Linked DNA regions of Mus musculus: region 2 is linked to region 1. The links are chromatin contacts, called in public ChIA-PET maps. All regions are on one chromosome and are shown on one strand. The core of a region is the stretch at or near the end of the contact, and the rest is flanking DNA. Distances in the headings are between cores, read along the strand shown.

Region 1 (3,382 bases), core at 616-3,115:
CTTTTCAAGTCCTCAAAACTGCTAACAAGGGTGTGAAGTTGGTTTTCTCATTATCTGGAAAGATAGCTTATGGCTTGTTCTCTAGCTCCTTGCAAGCAACCAAATGCTACTTTATCCTCTCCGAAGGGCATATATAACATACTTCTATGTGACCAACTTACATTTTCTCAAGCCCATGCATTCCCTACCCCCTTGGCTTCCTGGATTTTTATGAAAATCATTTTTTTGTTTCATTTTATACTTGCATGTCCATTTTTCTCTTCTCTAGAAGGCAAGTTCCCAAGGGCAGGGACAGCTTGTCTGTTTTCCCAGAACAGTGCTTCAAACACAGATGCTCAGAAATTATTCACTGAATGAAGGAACCTTTGGCTAATATGTGAGGAATTTGGGATCAGGTGATTTGACTGAGTCAGGCCTTGACTGAATTCTAGTTTTGCCATTTCCTGGCTATGCCCAAGCAGCTCTGGACAGGTAACTCACTCGAATCTCATGTGTTCTCATTATCAAATGGTGATAGCAATCCCCGTGCCAGAGCACTGTTGTTAAGGACTGACATTTAAAATAGTAACATCTGGATACATAGACTTAGTACAAAGGGTACTCAGAACATGAGTTACTCAGTACTCAGCAACTATTTAGATGAGGTCTCAAAAGCCCGAGCTTTTTTGTAAGGTGGGGTCTTAAAAGCTGGTCTGGAATTTACTGCACAGACCAAGCTGGCCTGGAACCCTCAGGAGAACCACCTGCCTCTGCCTCCCTATATCATTATAAGGTGTTGACTTGTGCGTTAATTCAATCAGCTATGAATTCAGCTTTGATTCCAGATGCTGGGACACACTTAGATACACTCTCTTCATTCAGATCTTAGCTCTGTGAGCTTGAAACTTATGTGATCACCACACCTCTGTAACCTGTTTCCTCAGTTGTTAAACCGTGAGACGATAACACTTACCTCATAGCTTTGAAAAGTGTCTAGCACATAGAAACTTCTCAACTACACTAGCTATGATCATGATGCACTCCAGGTGAAGAAGGGTCAAAGCATGTATATTAGGGACAGAGAAGTTAAGAAAACCAGGCATCAACTATAGGAATGTCTTTTAGGCTGGGAGGGGACTCACATCTAATAAGTTCAACAACGTCAGGGAGTTGTAGGTATGTGTGTTGGGGGGGGGGTGCACGCACAGAGGACGTCAGGTGTCCCGCTCAATCACTCTCCAGCTTATTCTTTTGAGACTGAGTCTTTCACTGAACCTGGAGTTAAGCAGGCATCTAGCAAGCTCCGGCGATCTTCCTGTCTCAGCCCCAGAACACTGAAGTTACAGACCTGGCCCACCAACTTGGGCTTTTTAATGATGGGAACACAAATCCTCATTCTTGCATAGCAAGCACTTGGAGCCATCACACCCCTCCAAAAAAAAAGTTGTGTGTGTGTGGGGCCAGACTCAGTAGAGGTCAGTAGACGGCGCAGTTCCACCAGGTGAGAAAAGGGGTATCACTTCGGAAGTCAGAACAGGAACCAAAGTGGGGAGCCCTGCCAAGAGTTCGTGTCTTTAAAGGAACTAGAGGAGCGCTGGGGAGAGGGGCCCAGGCACGGAGGGAGGTGTGGCCTAGGCCAGCCACCAAAGCGACGCGGCCCTTCCCACACCCAGCTCCCGCGCTTCCTGCCTCAGTGTGTCCTAAGGATTCGTTTCTGGACGCTCCTAAGCGGCTGGGCTCCCTTACACTCCCGCCACTCTTACCTCGTCTTCCAGTCTTTCCCTCACTCTCCCGCCTCCTGCACCCTAGGCGGAAATGACGACTAAGTAGTGCGTCGCGCCGCGCCAGAAAGGTTCTGCGGAGCGGGAAAAAGGGTTCCGGTGAGGCTCACTGCGCCGGCGCGCGGGCGCGAGCGGTTAAAGCGCATTTTCGGTGTTCGAGGACCTGGATTTGTTCCCTCGGCCTGGCCGGCTAGAAGTCAGGGACCAAGGATACTGCCGCCTCCTAAGGATCGTTTTCCTCCGGCTCCGAAGCCTCTCGGCGCCCGGCTGTGGCCCTTGCCCTTTGACCCCCGTGGCGGCGGGGTGAGAGGTCGGGTGGCCATCTTGTGGCGGCGGCGCGGGCGGCTGTTACTGCGGAGACCTGTCCCCTCCCCCCACCTGGTACCCCGAGCTGTCTGTCAGTCGGCGGAGAGCCCTGCAGCCTGTCAGCGGAGGCCTGGGCCGAGTGCGGTCGCTTTCCCCGTCTCATCGGGCGGCCCGGGCTGCTCCCCACCACCGCCACCATGTCCTCCTTCTCAGAATCGGCGCTGGAAAAGAAGCTCTCAGAGCTGAGCAACTCTCAGCAGAGCGTGCAGACCCTCTCCCTGTGGCTCATCCACCACCGCAAGCACGCAGGACCCATCGTCTCCGTGTGGCACCGCGAGCTCCGCAAAGGTGATCACCCGCACCCCGGCTCTCCCATGGCTGTGTTCCCTCATCCACTCTCCCGCAGCCCTGTGGCTTCTTAAGCCTTGTTTTGCAGGCCTGGGGCTCTGATGGAGGGTCTGAGGTTGGAAACGGTGTTATTTTATGACTTGGAGAGGGAAACTGAGGCCCGGTAAGGTATGGGAGATTCGTCTGAAGTTCCAAGGGCGCAAATGCCCAGACTTGAAGTTACTCAGCTCCTTCCCTCATCAGGCTTCCCCCTCACACCTTACGACAGTTGTTTTTGTTTTTGTTTTAAATCGTGGCTGTGTTTGGAGCTGGGAGCCCCGTGTTGGGCAATTGGAATACGATCCAGCCGTCTCTGGTCAGACTGCCCACATTAAGACCTGGTGCAAACGTGTTCTAGCTAAGTGATCCTGGGAACGTTTCTTCATATCCTTGTGCCGGTGTATTCTAATCTGTAAAACGGATACAAACTTACCTGTACTTCCAAAGCCTTGACTCCGTGTTAGTTACTATCCATAGACTTGAGAACAGGATGGTAAATTGGGTAGCCTTCTGCCCTTGCCACTAAATTCAGACTCTCACGATATTCCCCGAGCGCTACCTGTTTCTTGCCAGGCCCGGTGTTGGATGCAAGTTGTTTCTGGCTACTGTCTGGAAGTTAAGTCTATCTGTCACTGAACCCAACAGTTTAACCTCTATGTCCTTTATTCCTTATATAGAAAATGGAGATGATGGTAGTTTATGTTATTGTGGCTTTATTATGTGCTGCTATCTTTATGCGGGTTGCTTTTGTTTTTGCTTTGGGACAGAACCTTTAGCCTTTACAGGTCTGGATCTCCCTATGTAGACCAGGCTGGCCTCGAACTCAGACCCGCCTGTTTCTGCCTCCCAAATGCTGGGATTAGTGACTTGTGCCACCATACTGGATGGTTCTTTGTTTTTTTTTTGTTTGCTTGTTTTTTGTTTTGTTT
Region 2 (3,382 bases), core at 437-2,936, 290 kb after region 1:
GCAACATTGTCCTCGAGGTGGTTTCTCCCCCATTCCACTACAACCTCTCCTGTCTCCCACCTGCTTTACGGGGCGCTCTATGCGATGGGTCCCTGGAGTAAGGACAAAAAAACCCAGCCCAAAGTCACACCGACGAGCTGGAAGCTTGTCTCAAACAGGAGAACTCTGAAGGATGCTCACAGGTTCACAGCTACACCCCATCCCCAGGAGATTCACACGCTCTAGGAGACATGGTAGCCAAGGCAACTGGACCCATAGGAAGAAACTAGTCTTGACCGTCCTCCAATGTCATGGCTCATGCTGCTTGTCAACCTGACAGCATCTAGAGTCACTAAAGAAGACATAGCCCTGCACATCTCCGTGTGGGATTTCCCAGAGTAGGTTAACTGCGGTGGGAGCCCAGCCACTTGTGGGCAGCACCATTCTGTTGGCTGAGGTCCCGGCTGAATGGGAATGGGCCAAGGACCAATTCCATTCTCTGCTTCCTGACTATGGACGCAGGGTGACCAGCTGCCTCAAGCTCCGGCCATGATGGACTGTATTTTTGAACTGTGAACCAAAATAACCTTTCTTCAAGTTGTTTTTGTCAGGTATTTTGTTACAGCAATGAGAAATGACTAACTTGTCCATCTCCACAACCCCCCTCAGAGTTCTAACGAAAGCCTCCCTAAGCACCCTGTATCTTCTTGCTGCAGTTACCACATGACTCCGGCATCCGGTTGAACACCAAGGCCTTCCGTCCCTTCACTCCCCAGGTAAAGCCCCTTCCGTCCTCCATGGATACGACATTAGCTCGCCAGTTTGCCACAGTTTCTCTCTAGAATCTGTGGGGCCCTCTCTGCTTGACCCAGACAGAGTCAGAGGCTGGTGAGGAGATTCCAGGGAAGGCCTGGGAACTGCAGACTTGGGGGCCATCCTTCAAAGCTTGCAGCATGGGCCTAAACTTCCCTTCCTCAGGTTTCCCTAGTTTTGGTGTTAAGGAGCCCAAGGAATGCTGGGAAGGGCACCCTAGTTAATACCACCTAAACCAGAGAGGGCTTGCCAGAAGCCAGGCCTGCTCTGTTTGCTTTAGGGGGCGCTTACAATATTTGAAGTGCAGAGTGTGGGAACCCAGGGCACACATATGCTACAAAAATTCTTTACTCCTGAGTTACAATTCAGTTTTCTAATACAGGGTCTTCTATGTAGCCCAGGCTGGCCTTGAACTTGCAATCCAGAGCGTAGAACTACAGATATATACCACTATAGCCAGTGCTGACATTTTTCTGAATGGAAAAAGAGTTCTCTTATCTCACAATTCCAAAGATATAAACAGTGATGGAGGGAAAGCCTCCCGGCCCCTCCTCACCCCTGGCACCCACTTTGCATGGAAAGGTTCCCCAGTTTCCCAACAGTGTCAGATCCCAGAGACAGTGAGGCACCATGCACATATTGAAAATTGAACCCAAGTTCTCTGCAGGAAACAAATATGCTTTTAACCACTGAGCAGTCTCTCCAGTCCCCACCCCCACCCCCCAACACCACCTCCTCTTCTATAATCTCTACAGGAAGCTGTGCACACACACACACACATACACACACACTGCACACACTGGTTCTTTTGTGCTCCCTCCTCTCTATCTGTGGAAAACCCTCCATACTATAAGAGTAGCTTCCTCTCCCTTTGTGGTCACAGCAAGACAACCTGCCCTTGTGCAGGTACAGTCCCCAGAGAAGGACACATGGGTTGTTTGCAGCCTTTGGTGACACCAGCGTTAGTTCTGTCACCACCAGACCTTTGTGTATGTTTCTTCAGTTGGTCCCCCGGATAGCTCTTCTCTCTCAGCTCTTCTAACCACACCTTGCAAAAGGCTAGAGTACTGTGCAGAGAGGAAATAAAACGTTGAGAAAGAATTTAGAAGTCTGGGCTGCAGAGATGGCTCAGCAGAGAGCACTTGTTGCTCTAAACAGAAGATGGGTTCAGTTCCCACCCACATAGTGGCTCACAATCATCCACAACTCCATTCCAGGAGATGCGACGCCCTCGTCTGACCTCTGTGGGCATCAGGCATGCGTGTGGTGTGTATGGATACGTGCAAGCAAGACACTTGTAGACATACAGTAGAATAAATCAATTTAAAAACCAATTAAACTTTCAGAAAGGAATTGAATGTTCCAGCCCTGCACTGTCAGGCCCTGTGCCTCCTCAGAGTCACAGATTGTCCCAGCTAGTTCTGAGGCATCCTTGGTCACACTCAGGCTTGTTGTCCCCTGGCTCCCGACTGCCTTACCACCTTCTTGCCCTCACCCAACAAAGGCACCACCTATTGTGTTCTCTCAGACATGCATCCCACCTCCTCCAGCTCCCAAACTCCCCTGGCAATAACAGATGGATCTGTGGTTATGGATCCAAAGGCTCATGAGAGGATGTCTTCCACCAACTCAGCCCTCCCCAGTCTTGAATTGGATTCTATAGCCACTATAATTAAATAAGATATCGAGCCCCCTTGCAGTGTTGAGATCTGGTTAAGTCTGTTTTCTGAGAACTAGCACAGATGCTATGGGTCCCCCCTCCCTACTGGCTGGGAAAAGTGGGGGTGGGGTGTCTGCATGGTAGATGTTCCTCTGCCATTAGGAAGGCACAGGGTACTGCATGCTTTGTGGGAAATACTACCAGCCCCAAAGTGTCCCCTTTATGTTTCCCCTCTAGAGCAGTGGATTTCCTTTTTGTTGTTGTTCACATATTTATTTATTTAATGTATATGAATGCTGTATCTGCATGTACACTTGTGTGCCAGAAAAGGACATCAGATCACATTATAGATGGTTGTGAGCTACCATGTGGTTGCTGGGAATTGAACTCAGGACCTCTGAAAGGACAACCATTACCCTTAGCCTCTGAGCCATCTCTCTAGCCCCTGCATCTTCTTCTTAATGCTGCAACCCTGCAGTGCAGTTGCTCATATTGTAGTGACCCCCAACCATACAATTATTTTTGTTGCTACTTCATAACTCTAATATCACTGCTGTTATAAATTGTAATATAAATATTTTTGGAGATAGAGGTTTGTCAAGGGGTCACAACCCACACAGGTTGAAAAGCACTGCTCTAGACTCTGTGGCCCTGTTTCCTTCTTCTGACACGATCGATCTCCACATTCTACTCCCAGATATACAAAAAGTATCCCGACATGAAATTGGAGCTCCTTGGAACAGTGGTCTCTGCCCCGATTCTGAATGTCAGTCCTGGGAATCTGTCCTTGGCCCCACAGATGGAGATCGAAGGCTTTGTGATCCTGCCCACCTCCGCCCGGGAACCTGTCTTCCGGCTTGGCGTGGTAAGGCTCAGAGCCTCATCTTCAGGAGGGCTTTTTTACTTACTCTCCTCAGCTCTCAACCAATA

The links. ChIA-PET counts read pairs in DNA pulled down with a chosen protein or histone mark.
Region 2: a contact with region 1 is called in an RNA polymerase II ChIA-PET map of memory CD8 T cells, with 6 read pairs. The contact joins the enhancer-like site here to the promoter of Rprd1b in region 1. A contact is called at or near these places in 3 of 39 promoter capture datasets (embryonic stem cells, neural stem cells and neutrophils), 17 of 115 datasets of contacts at active chromatin or transcription factors (the 230-238 cell line, the NIH/3T3 cell line, bone marrow-derived macrophages and 8 more) and 2 of 9 other capture datasets (adipose tissue and embryonic stem cells).

Annotation. Positions count from the first base shown.
Region 1 is chr2:158,026,632-158,030,013 of GRCm38.p6, forward strand. Rprd1b (regulation of nuclear pre-mRNA domain containing 1B) reads left to right here and starts at 1,866. Exons shown (of 7, transcript NM_001291134.1): 1 at 1,866-2,414. The coding sequence starts at 2,264. Tti1 (TELO2 interacting protein 1) reads right to left here and starts at 1,803. Exons shown (of 8, transcript NM_029282.2): 1 at 1,743-1,803.
Region 2 is chr2:158,321,360-158,324,741 of GRCm38.p6, forward strand. Lbp (lipopolysaccharide binding protein) reads left to right here. Exons shown (of 15, transcript NM_008489.2): 9 at 696-755; 10 at 3,150-3,317. Among named protein-coding and RNA genes, the nearest start is that of Lbp, 17 kb to the left of the region's middle. Within about 2 kb of position 1,687, at least 53 of the 459 cell types and tissues checked have an H3K27ac peak or open chromatin away from gene starts, as enhancers often do. A contact at or near this core is called in memory CD8 T cells, where this site is marked.